Linked DNA regions of Mus musculus: region 2 is linked to region 1. The links are chromatin contacts, called in public Hi-C maps. All regions are on one chromosome and are shown on one strand. The core of a region is the stretch at or near the end of the contact, and the rest is flanking DNA. Distances in the headings are between cores, read along the strand shown. Region 1 has its middle 56 kb from the start of Gm23351. Region 2 overlaps 1700018A04Rik (RIKEN cDNA 1700018A04 gene).

The links. A called contact is a pair of places that touch in the nucleus more often than the background predicts.
Region 2: a Hi-C map of liver shows a contact between it and region 1, with 5 times the contacts expected there. The contact joins two enhancer-like sites. A contact is called at or near these places in 3 of 39 promoter capture datasets (hippocampal neurons and liver), 4 of 484 Hi-C or Micro-C datasets (3T3-L1-derived adipocytes and liver) and 3 of 115 datasets of contacts at active chromatin or transcription factors (embryonic stem cells, extraembryonic endoderm stem cells and pancreatic cancer cells).

What each region holds. Positions count from the first base shown.
Region 1 is chr13:31,479,749-31,485,983 of GRCm38.p6, reverse strand. No RefSeq gene overlaps it. Among named protein-coding and RNA genes, the nearest start is that of Gm23351, 56 kb to the right of the region's middle. Within about 2 kb of position 4,618, at least 12 of the 459 cell types and tissues checked have an H3K27ac peak or open chromatin away from gene starts, as enhancers often do. A contact at or near this core is called in 3T3-L1-derived adipocytes and liver, where this site is marked.
Region 2 is chr13:31,574,000-31,580,063 of GRCm38.p6, reverse strand. It overlaps 1700018A04Rik (RIKEN cDNA 1700018A04 gene), which reads left to right. Exons shown (of 6, transcript NR_029439.1): 2 at 1-121; 3 at 406-494. Among named protein-coding and RNA genes, the nearest start is that of 1700018A04Rik, 5.5 kb to the left of the region's middle. Within about 2 kb of position 1,578, at least 42 of the 459 cell types and tissues checked have an H3K27ac peak or open chromatin away from gene starts, as enhancers often do. A contact at or near this core is called in 3T3-L1-derived adipocytes and liver, where this site is marked.

The sequences.
Region 1 (6,235 bases), core at 3,369-5,868:
ACATTTAACAACATCTGGAACAAGGAAGGTATTGTGTGGATTAGAGGACAGAGGCCCACCGTCCTACTGAACATCTTATAGAACACAGGACAGTGCCATGCTCCCCTTTCTCTTCCCATCTTGGCAGGGCCCGTTGTGGCATAACACTATATACTCATTTGCCTGCTGGTTCTGTCTTTCTCTGTCCTCTGAATATCAGTGACAGAGAGTAGAGGACTTATCTCTTATCCACATCCCCCTAGTGTCTGGACAAGGACAGGTACAGAGTGGGAGCTTGTGAGGTGCTCAGAGTAGCTAGTAGTATTTAGTACTGCCCTTTTGTATGTGCAAAGAAGACACTTGGGCCCAGCACTTTGATTCTACCCACCCTGAGATGACAATACCTTCTGAGACAGTCTTAAGAAATTTGTTGCTAAGTGGCTTTCAGTAGTTCCTTTTTTAACACTTAGAAAGAGGGTTTTGGGGAGTCTGATAAAGTGTTCTCATGTCTCAGAGACCTTGGTGCTTACCTGATGTGGTTTTCATACAGTTGTGTGGTCTTGAGTCATCATTGCCATCTCTCAGGAGCCCAGCATCATCTAGTGCCATAGTAGGTCATCTCTAACATCTCTGTCTTCTCTAATCACCAATTGGCTTCTTGCTCTGATTACATGTCTTCAGGACAGAATGTTGAAAACATTATGGAACTGCCGACCCATGGTGAGATTTCTGTGTTAGAGCCTTTCTTTTTTTTTTTTTCCATTTTTTATTAGGTATTTAGCTCATTTACATTTCCAATGCTATACCAAAAGTCCCCCATACCCACCCACCCCCACTCCCCTACCCACCCACTCCCCCCTTTTGGCCCTGGCGTTCCCCTGTACTGGGGCATATAAAGTTTGTGTGTCCAATGGGCCTCTCTTTCCAGTGATGGCCGACTAGGCCATCTTTTGATACATATGCAGCTAGAGTCAAGAGCTCCGGGATACTGGTTAGTTCATAATGTTGTTCCACCTATAGGGTTGCAGATCCCTTTAGCTCCTTGGGTACTTGTTAGAGCCTTTCTTAAGTGCAGACTTTGATGAGGACATAGAACCAACATAAGTGAGCAACTATTTCACATGAACTATGTTGGGACATCAGGAGTGAGGGAGAGAGAGTGAGGAGAGGGGACAGAGCCAAAGAACTCAGTCAAGCTTTGGATGGTGCAGTCACTTCCTAGAGGGTTGGGGTAGATATTCTACTGTTTCTTGCTATTTCCTGGAGTAGGTGTGTCCTAACAGAGGTGTGCTCAGTATGGTGATAGATGTAAGGTGTTTTCAGTACAGTGGTAGATGTGAAAGTTTCTTTCTATTTCTGTAGTTACTTATTCACAACATTAAACCCTCCTTGCTTAGAACCTTGCTCACTCTGATCTTCCCATGCTTAACATAAGACTTAGGCAGAATTTGTCTTAGGATTATCTACGAAGAAAGGTTTTGTCAAGCAAACCATCAGTTAAAGCAAACCACAGGTGGATATGCTAAAGTATTTGAGAGAGAGAGAGAGAGAGAGAGAGAGAGAGAGAGAGAGAGAGAGAGAGAGAGAGAGGACTTCAGAATATTTCATGAATAGAGAACCCAAAACCCACTGGATCTTAATTGAGAATTTCAGGGAAATGGATTCTGTGCTCAAATGGGTTCTTACTATATCAGTGTTCCTTTGAAATGTCTATTGGGGTGCCCTTGTGACACATTTATAAAGTGCCACTTTGGAAGGATCTGGTCCTTATAACTGTGACTATGAGATGCTGGTTCCTTGGACACCCTATGTAAGTGCTCTACTACTGAACTGCATCCTTAGCCCTAAAACATCTTCACTACATAAATCTATTATTGAACCTCTGAAGTTAGGGTCTGGAGTGCCAAGACCCTGCATTAAGGCAGAGTGTTTTTTGGTAGGTGCTGGAGCCTTTAAGAGATGCAGCCTGGTAGAAGTTCCTCTGTAGGGACTGGAGACACTCCTGTCTTCTTCCTTGCTTTTGCTTTCCTGCTTTGAGTGGAGTATTTGGTCATGAGCTCTCCTGCCGTGATTTGCTGTTTACATGCATCCCCCCAAAACTACCAGCCTTCCAACGATGCAGCAACACAGGCCAGGACAACCGTTTTCTCTAGCTAGTCCATTATCTGCATAGTAGTTGTATTTGTTCTTCTAGCAACAGAAGGCTGACTGACTCATCCAGCATTGATAGATGTGGTCTAGTTCAATGCATTTTCTGAAATCTGTGGGTCAGTCTTATCACTAAATGGAGGGAATGGTTACTTGCGTACCTCCTTCTCTCCTCTCTAACTTGGCTTTGTTCTGATGATAGTCCACTTGTGTTAAGAACTTCAGGTCAACCTATGAAGAGAGATGATTGAAAGGACATATTTATTTCTGTGTTAAAGAGCACCTGGACTTTAAGTTTAAATTTAGTGTGATGTGACTGTTTTGTAGGTGCTCTTATTCTTACTTTTTTCTTCCGTTGCGGTTTCTGCAGGGCAGATTCTTGGCAATGGCAGCTGGAAAGAAGGTACTCTTAGACAATCATTAGTTGCCATGCTAGTAAAATTTTATATTTTGTTCTAAGCTACAAAGACAGTTTGGATAGAGTGGAGGGTGCGGTCTGCTATGAGACTAAACAAAGCGAAGGTCATTCTAAGGGTTGGAAGTCTCTGTCACATGTCTGCAAACTCTAGTGAGGAGGGACTTGGATGAAAGGAAAAGTAGCATTTTGGTGGCTTTGGGGACTCTACTACAGTACTGGCATTTGAAACCTTGATGCTTTTGGTCTGGTACTCTTGGTTTATAGGTTATCTGATGCTTCCCTGACTATGAAAGTAAAAGCTAGAAGACTCTTCTAACCCGAATCCTAACCCTAACCCTAACCCTAAGGGAGAGGTGGCACAAAAGAATCATATGATTTGTCCTTGACACTTCTGGTGGCTCTTCTCTGTGTTTCTTACTACCCAGGCTTGGTTCAGAGGCCCTAGGCAGGCGAGACATGTTTTCCTGGGTTAGTGCTGACTGTGGCTCTGATGCTCTTCAGCTTTCTCTTCAAGTTCTGTCTGGTAATCAGCATACTTGAGAATCTGGCCAAGTCAAGCCCCACTGTCCTGTCCTCTATAGCCCACTTTCCTGGACCTGTATATAACTCACTTTCCTGGACCTGGTATATAACTCACTTTCCTGGACCTGGTATATAACCCACTTTCCTGGACCTGGTATTAGCCCACTTTCCTGGACCTAGTATATAACTCACTTTCCTGGACCTGGTATATAGTCCACCTTCCTGGACCTGGTAGCCTGCATGCTAGGATGGTGAGCAAGAGGCCTCAGTCATGTTGCTCCTCTCTACCCAGGCCTTCACAGAGAAGCCCTTTCTCCTCCTGCATTTTAGGGGTTGAGGGAAGAATTCAGGCTTCTCACTCTGTGGCTTTGGTGAAGGGTTTGAAGGTTTCATAAATCTAGGACTTGTTTCTGGAAAATGCTTAGACAAACAAGTCCAATGACACATATCTGTCTGTCTGTCTGTATGTATGTCTATCTTCCTTCTCCTTCTCCTTCTCCTCCCCCTCCCCTCCCCCTCCCCCTCCTCCTCCTCTTCCTTCTTCTTCCTCTTCTTCTTCTTCTTCTTCTTCTTCTTCTTCTTCTTCTTCTTCTTCTTCTTCTTCTTCTTCTTCTTCTTCTTCTTCTTCTTCTTCTTCTTCTCAACCAAATCTATGCAACCCATTCTTAGTTAATCTACTTTTGAAGATTGAACATAAACTGGTGACACTATGTACTAAATGTCTTTTGTCAGCTCTCAAGAATGGAAAGGAAATGACATTGGAGATGAAGTAACAAATGACTCTGAAATGTTTGTTTTAAAGATCAGAGTTATTGGGATGCTTTATGCAGCTCATTGCTCTGATACTGCCCCCACTGGCTAATTTTATATATATATATACACACACACACTGGCTAATAATATATAAACACTCATATATATATATATATATACATATGTACACACATGTACATAATGCACATATGCATATTCACATACATACATATATATTCATATATTTGTATACACATATATAATTAGTAGGTGAAATCAATGATTAAATTTTAAGACTGCCTACATATACACAACAAAGCAAGATTATAGTGACATCAAATCTTCTTGGAGAAGGTAGAGTGCCTGTCTCGATAGACTCAACTTCCTTTCAAGCCATCAGAATATTTAGGATGACAATGCTCTTGATTGAGATCTCTGGATTTTGTTTACAATGTGGAAATACTTTTGCAATCTCAGTGGTTGGATTTTGGTTTCTGACTGTGAAGCAAGTTTTACAGAGGAAGATTATGCAACTGAATGCTGGTGCCAGGGAGTGGAAAGCAGAAAACAAACCACTCTGTGCACTCCTCACCCAAAGTCACCTTTCTCCTGCCTGTTTCTGTGTATCACTCCTGCCAGCTTAGGTCACCGTTATAATTCTTTTCCTTAGCACAAAATTAAATTTGCTAAGTGGCCACTATACTCTGGCTTTTAGAATATAAGCATCAGCTGGAGAGCTCATACCAAAATCTCGTGTGAGTTCCCTGGGAAGCTGTAAGATCTAATCAGAATAGGAAAGCAGAAAAGAACGTACAGCTATCGCTGGGCATGGCTGGCTGTGAAGACATCCGGCTATCTTTGCAACTTTGTTTATTTAATTGGAAGAGAACCAGGAGATTCTGGGAATTTCAGGAAGATTAGGAAATAAATTTCAGTATTTGGTCATTCTCACATCACGGACATTTGTTAAGTAAAATTTTCTTGTTATTTAGACATTTCAAAGTGTTATATCCATTCTTTCTTCTTTCTAATGGCAAAAGAAAATTGGAATTATAAATGTGTGTTGCCATGCCTTTTTTTTCTCACCACCACCATTATCACCTCTTCCTCCTCTTCCTTCTCCTCCTTCTTCTCCTCCTTCATGTCCTCCTCCCTCCTCCTTTGACAGCACTGTTAAACAGTTTTCATTTAGGAAGAAACTTTCTTTTGATTAACCATCCCAGACCTAGTTATCTGCCACGCCTGCTTCTGTACTTCTCTAGTCATCATCGGCCCTGTTTGCATCCGTTTCATTTTGTTATCTGCTCCCAGATTCTCTGCATGTATTCCATGTCTGAAGGTGGTCAGACAGCCTTCAAACTATGGTGATTTTAACCACGAAGATTATGTGTCTGTATATCCCTGGCAGATTTACTTTTGATGATCGCACTCTGGTCCTTTGAACTGTCCTTTCCTGGGCTATGGTAATGTTTGTGGTCCTCCTTTGTCTCCTCACCACTCCCCTTTCTCTCAGCTCTTCCTTCCTAAAATCCAATGTTCTATCAGTGTTAACATTGTCTTGCCCTTAGTAAAAGTCCTTGAGGTACAACTTCCAAGTTGCTACAGACATCTCCACATTCATTCTGTTCACAGTCCTGTATTAATCTATTTTCTGTTACTATGATGAAATATCCAAGGCTGAGAACTTCATTTAAAAAGTAAGTTTTGTGAAGTTGAAATTCCTTGAAAAGCCGCGTGGCTCAGCTGACTCTGTGCCTGAGGCCCCCCAGCTCTGTCGAGGCACAGTAGATGGCATCATGGTGATGGCATCATGGCGATGGCAAATGTGAAAGCAAGTCAGAAAAGGGGAGGACAGGGCTTTTAGCATAGCTTCTCATGAGAACTACTTTAACTCTTTAATGAAGCCCCAACTACACCTTGCCTCTTAAAGGTTCACCTACCTCCCACATCACCATAGTGTGACTTAAGACCTGCTTGACCAACAACAAGTCTTCTGTTTTTAAGTGCTTGCCAATATTTTGCTTAGAAGTATCAGAGCAGTTTTAAATGCAACATGTCTAAAGACAGAGACATGTCTGCTTTTCCTTCTCAGCCCTTTTATTTGCACGAAGAATGGCACATCTTCTAATTTAATAGTTCGAGAGTCTTGACGACAACACTATACCAAAACTGAAAAGATAAGACACTTTGAATCAGCCTTCTGACTTAAAGTGATTTCTCAATCACATTCTTATTAGTGGATCTTGCCACCCATCCACCTACTCATCCATTGTTTCATCCATCTATCTATCCATCCATCCATTCATCCATCTATCCATCCACCCACCTATCCATCCATCCACCCACCTATCCATCCATCCATCCATCCATCCATCCATCCATCCATCCATCCACCCACCTATCCATCCATCCTTC
Region 2 (6,064 bases), core at 329-2,828, 97 kb before region 1:
TACCACAGCAGGCAATTCAAACAGGTTGTGTCAACACTGCAGGTAGACACTGAATCCGCACCAGCCAAGGCTGAAAACGGTTGCAGCCGTGAGAACTGTGGACTCTGAGAAGCAAGGAAAGGTGGGTGTTTCCACTCGGACCCCTGGGTTGTGGTGAGAAAGTGCACCAGTTAACACCTTCGGCCCCAGTTTCTTTCTCTGTAGAGCAAGTGGACATCTAAATCTAAGACCCGAAGCCTGACGTTTTCAAAGTACCTTTTGTTTCATTACTGTTAAAGAGAATTTTGGTCATGTATACAGTGTGTTTGGATCAAGTCCAGACCCATTGTCCCTCCACTCCACTTTCTCCCCCACCCATCCAGCCACGATTCCCTCCAAACTTCATATTGTTTTTCTTAACCCTAGGAGCCCACTCAGAGCTCCAAGAGTGCGCATGCGTGGAGGACCACCTACTGAAGCATGGCTATCTTTCACGGACACATTCCTGAAGAAAAGTAACTCTTTTTTTTTTTTTTTTCCCCAGCAGCCATCCTTTACCAGGAGTTTCTCACCTAGTGGAGTTTTCTGGTCATCTCTGGACTTCAGGCTGGGATTTGTGTTGGGCTCCATCTTGCCCGAGTCTTGTGCCTGTAGTCACAGATGCGCTCAGTTCCTATGTGTAACTGCTCTCCTGTCTCTGGAAACCACTGTTTGGCTATTGTCATCCCATGGCTCCTACAATTTTTTCTACTCCCTCTTCCTTGATCATCTGTTGTTTAACTTGCTGAGCCTTTGGAGGAAAGGCTGTGATATAGATATTTGAAGTCTCGTAGGCTCTGCACCCTGACCAGATGTGAATCTCTGTACTAACTGGCACCTATTGCTCCGGAAGACGCTTCATCTATGAAAGTAGATGTATGGGCATAATGATCTCAGTAAAAAGCAGTTAGAGCCTTGGGAGCCTAGTGCTCACTTTATGATTATTTTACTCCAAGGAAACCTAGCTGTGTGGATGCATCCGACAGTTCTCTTGCTGACCAGGGAAGGTTGGGACAGATCAGAGGCTAGGAGCACAGAGACCCTGAAGCGGGAGCCTCCCAGTCAACAGCCCAAGAGTAGGAGTTTAAATGGTGGCAACCAGGGGAGAGACAGTTGCAGAGTCCCCAACCCCTGGGCTCTGCACTTTGCTTCCATCTTGCACGCCTCCGTTTTCCTTTGCACTACTTTCCCCCTAAAACCTCATTTCCTTTTTCAACGCCCACAGTGGGGCAGTGTGCAAAGAATAAAAATATGTCTCCTTTGCTACAAACGGGAATACAGACCCTGTTGGAGTGGCACCTTGGCCCAATGGCCCTTTGTTCTGCTTCTTAATGACTAATTATCATGCTATGAAGTGCTTATGCAACCGTCATGGAGTTGCCGCCCTCCTGCTGGAGAGGCTGGACGTGTGTAATCCTCAGAAGCCATGACTGGCTCTTGGAGTTGTGCAAGGAGTAATTACCGAATCCAGCCGAGGCTTGCTTCTTATTACAGGCTCCAGGCCTTACCCCCACTAGCTTTACATGCTCGTTAATATTTAAACTGCCAAGCAGCAGCAGAATATTTTGTAAGCTTCAGGAATGGCCCCAGGACTCAGTGCCGGCCTAGGACCCAGGACAGGCCGGTTAGGAGAGGGCAAGAGATCACGTTCAGGTGGGATTTCTTTGGGGACGTTTGTCCTTTTACAAATGTCGGCCCTGGAAGGGCTCTAACTTCCCTCCCTTAGCTAGAGAAAAGAAATTAAACATCGCCAGTCTTCTTAAGCCTTCTCATTTTTTTTTTTTAAATTATAATTTCTTCTTGTGGTGCTAGGGGTGGGTCTGAGGGTCCCATGCTTGCTGGGCAAGTGTGCTGTTGACAGCTACATCTCCAGCCCCAGGTTTCTCAATTAAAAAAAAAAAAAAAAAAAGGATTGCTTCTTTAAAAAAATTCAGGACAATGCCTCATCACCTTATAAAGCCTACCTTAAATAAATGTTTCCTTTAGTTTTTGGTTAGCTACTAGAATATTAAGGGAAGAAAAGAAAGGTTTAGTTTGGTGAACCATCCCCTCTGGACAGGGGCACACACACACACACAGACACACACACACACACACACACACTCCCCAAAGCCTGATTTTACCCTGCCCCAGGGCAGCAAGCTCAGACCTCATTCTGTGGCCTTTGGAAGGTTAGCTCTTGACCTCCGGAGCGTCTGACTCCTCTCTTCAGAGGCAGGCCGGTCCTCTGTCTGTCTGTGTGCTCTGGTGGCGCCTATCCCTGTGGGATCTGGGCACAGAGACAAAACCAGCAGGCAAAATACACATTCATGCATTTGGGGAGGAAATACACGGCTTCCTGGAGTCTGCCTGGCCTGAAGCTAGAGGAGCCTTTACCCAGTGTGCTTTTCAGAGACTGAGGAAGAGACTAGACAAAGCCGACCAACTGTGGAGCCTCTTCTTGATTTCATTTATGAGAAAGCACAGTTAGTTTCTGTGACGGTTGGGGAGACGCTGCAGTTTTAAAGGGTCTCTTCTTTCCTTTTCTTCTGTTTCTCCTTCCCTTCCTTCTTCCCTCCCTCCCTGAAGCCTTCCCTCCTTCACCTCACTCTTGCTTCCCCTCAGTTTTCTGTAATTTAGTGATTTAAATAGCAAATCACCACAGACTCACGGTAAAACGACGTTTTCATTCAGAATAAGAAAGTAAATGAGAAAACATCCCTCTACACCCCAGATTTCTCTGGCCCTACTATTACCAGAGGGAATTTGAATGTCAGCCTTTCTTAGACATTTTCTTACATCTTCCTCTGTGTGCAAATGTTCCTGTACATGGCAGTATCTGTGGACCGATAGTTAAAGATCTTCAGGGCAAGCCTTTGTTTCCTTCAATGTTAATGTGTGGTTTCTACCACTGGCCTTTCCCAAAGGACAGTGTTTCTTAGACATGTTTCCTCAGCACTCTGCAGAGTCTCTCAGGCACTTGGCCCTGCAGCCTACTGTGTTTATACACCCTAGAAATTGAGCCCGTTTCTTAAACTGACATTAGATTCTTTTCCATTTGGGGAGATCACAAATACTACTGCACACACCCTGGTATGAGTGTACCGGTGCCCAGTGAAAGAGCATTCCCTGAGGGTAAATTCCTAGCCATGGAATTGCTGGGTCAAAGGCTATGTGCACTTTACATTTTAATAGATATTGCCAAATTGCCCTGCGAAAAGGTTGCTCCAATTTACAACCCCATTAACATTGTGCGAACTGCCTGTTTCCTCAAAGCCTTACCAACTCTCTGCTCTACCTCACTTTTAAGTATTTGCCAATAGGCAATAGATGGCAGGTCATTATCATTTACATTTGCATTTTAATTACAGAAAAAGAACCTTGTTTCACGTGTTTATCGCTTATTTGCCACAAACTACTGTTGTTGTTGTTTGTAAATAAAACAATGATTTCATTCATTTCTTTTTTATTTTAGCTATTTAAAATTAATAATCAAAACTATGATTTCTCACCAGTATTTATTAGTTAGAAAGGCCACAATTTTTCTCTGTTTTCTCCTCCTCCTCCTCCTCCTGCTCCTCCTCCTCTTCCTCCTCCTCCTCCTCCTTCTTCCTCTTCTTCTTCCTCTTCTTCTTCTTCTCCTCCTCCAGTAGAGGTTGACAGTATTTATGGAGTCAAAGGACATGCCCTTCTTTTGGTAGCAATAAGAGTTTGTGCCATTCTCTGGTGAGTCCTCCTGAACAGGGACTTGGGATGGTGTCCTTAATTTCTGCTATGAATATCCTTATACCTTTTCTTTTATATATATATATATGTATATATGCATATATGTATATATAAAATCAGGTATTCTCTTCATTTACATTTCAAATGCTATCCCAAAATACCCTCCCCCCTCCCCTTCACACCCACTCCCACTTCTTGGCTCTGGTGTTCCCCTGTACCGAGGCATATAAAGTTTGCAAGACCAAGGGGCCTCTCTTCCCAATGATGGCCTAGTCGGGAAGTCAAATGTCAAAACTATTTGAGGCAGTTTCAGTTTTGACAGTATGAACCTAAAGGCATAATCTCTGTGCTGAAGAAAAAAAAAAGAACTCGAAAAAAACCAAAAACCAAAGACAGACAAACAAACAAACAAACAAACAAACAAACGTAGCTAGAATCTGCTTATCTTGGGTTCATAGACTTGCTGAAGACAGAAATAAGGAAAATAAAGGATTTTAAAAGTAGGTATACTTCAATTTTTTCAATGCATTCTCACCACAGGGCAAAATTCCTATGGGAGGCTCAAGACATCTCATACATAGCCTAAAGTTTCTGGTGTCCCTCCCATGGTTCCTAAAGACATGAAGTATTTTCCCTGAAAGACCAAACGAGTTAATTGCACAATCAGTAACATTAGAGGTTTCTGTTGCTTGGCATGCTTGATACGATATGCATGTTGGCAGAGACCTACGTGGCTTTGATTTGCAGCATAAATAATATAATCCTGTAGATCAAATTCCAGGTAATTTAGTTAAAAGGTACTGAAGGACTGTTTCCTCCAAGTATCCACCTCATGGTAAATTGTGTAATTTGTATAATTATAAGTTGATTTGATGAGGATTGATTTCATCATTAAGGGTGTAGTATTACTAATACTAATACTGATTACCATTTGTTGAGTAGGCTTTCTGTGCTGTGTACTCTGTGTGTGTGCACGCACAAGCATACATATATCCATTACATTTGTAAAATTTGTGTGTATATCTTAATGTGATTCTTGTGCCTCTTGCAAGGCCTTTAGCCTTAGCTCCACCTTATACTCTATACATATAAAAGAGAGAAATTCAGGTGGATTAAAGATCTCATGTGACATCAAACAGCCCTCAACTCTAATTCAGGACTGTCTCATCCTACTTTCTATTGCTGTCTGTTCACCCTATCTCCTCCCCCAAAGCTCTCCAGATGAGAAGCACCAGGACCATCCCCACCCTTTGGTATGCTTGTTGTTGCTTTTGAGAGAGGGTCTTTCTGTGTACCTCCAGCTAACCTAGAACTTGTTTAGTGGATCTGGCTGGCATTGAACTCACTGAGAGCCACCGAGTTCTGGGATTAAAAACACACATCACTACATCCATCTCGCTGAAGCTTTAATTTTAGGTCAGCTTAAGAAAGCGAGCATCAACCTCTTTTTCTTGCTGCCTCTACATGAAGTAGGTTATCTGTTTATCTGTTGTCATAGAAACCATAGCTCTAAGGATTCCAGGAGCCTCATTCCTGCACCTAATTGCTATTCTAGTTATTCTAAGGTGGCCCATGGAGAGCCCTGGGAAGGTGAGGGGTATTTCCTTGCTTAGCAGCCTGAAGCTGAGGGATCAGAGAGCCAGAAGAGTCAAGAAAGAGGTCTACCCAGGCTCTCATAGCTCCTAACTACCACTCTAGGCTACTGCTGATTATGCCTAGCCTCTTCCTAGGAGGCCTTACTTCTTGACTGTGCTGTCCTCCCTTACCTAGATGTACCCCTCTTTTTGTTTTGTTTTGTTTTTCAAGACAGGGTTTCTCTGTAGCCCTGGCTGTCCTGGAACTCACTTTGTAAGACCGGGCTGGCCTCGAACTCAGAAATTGGCCTGCCTCTCCCTCCTGAGTGCTAGGATTAAAGGCATGTGCCACCACGCCCGGCTTAGATGTACCCCTCTTAAGGGTCTACATGATGTGCTCTCCTGCCTCATTTCAATGACTTCAAAGCAGTTTTAGATCAATATATCGAGGAGAGGGTTTCGTGATGATATCATCCATAAGTCATGATGCTTTGTTCTCATTACTCCCTCTGCCCTTGACTGTGGATCTCTGCCTGTCTCCTGCTGACTCCCCTCCTTCCCACAGCTTCTTACCACAGGTATCCGGTTCCTTTCCTAACATCACCTTTCCTGAAAACCCATTCTCCAGCTTTTCCTCAGTCTTCTTGAGAGGACTCTTCCCTTGCCCTGCTCCCATCCCTAGCTCAGCTGTCTCTCAGCTGCTCCTCATCTCTTTATGCCCCCCCTTTCTCTGCAATGATTTTCCCCAGGCCACTGTGGGCCTTGCT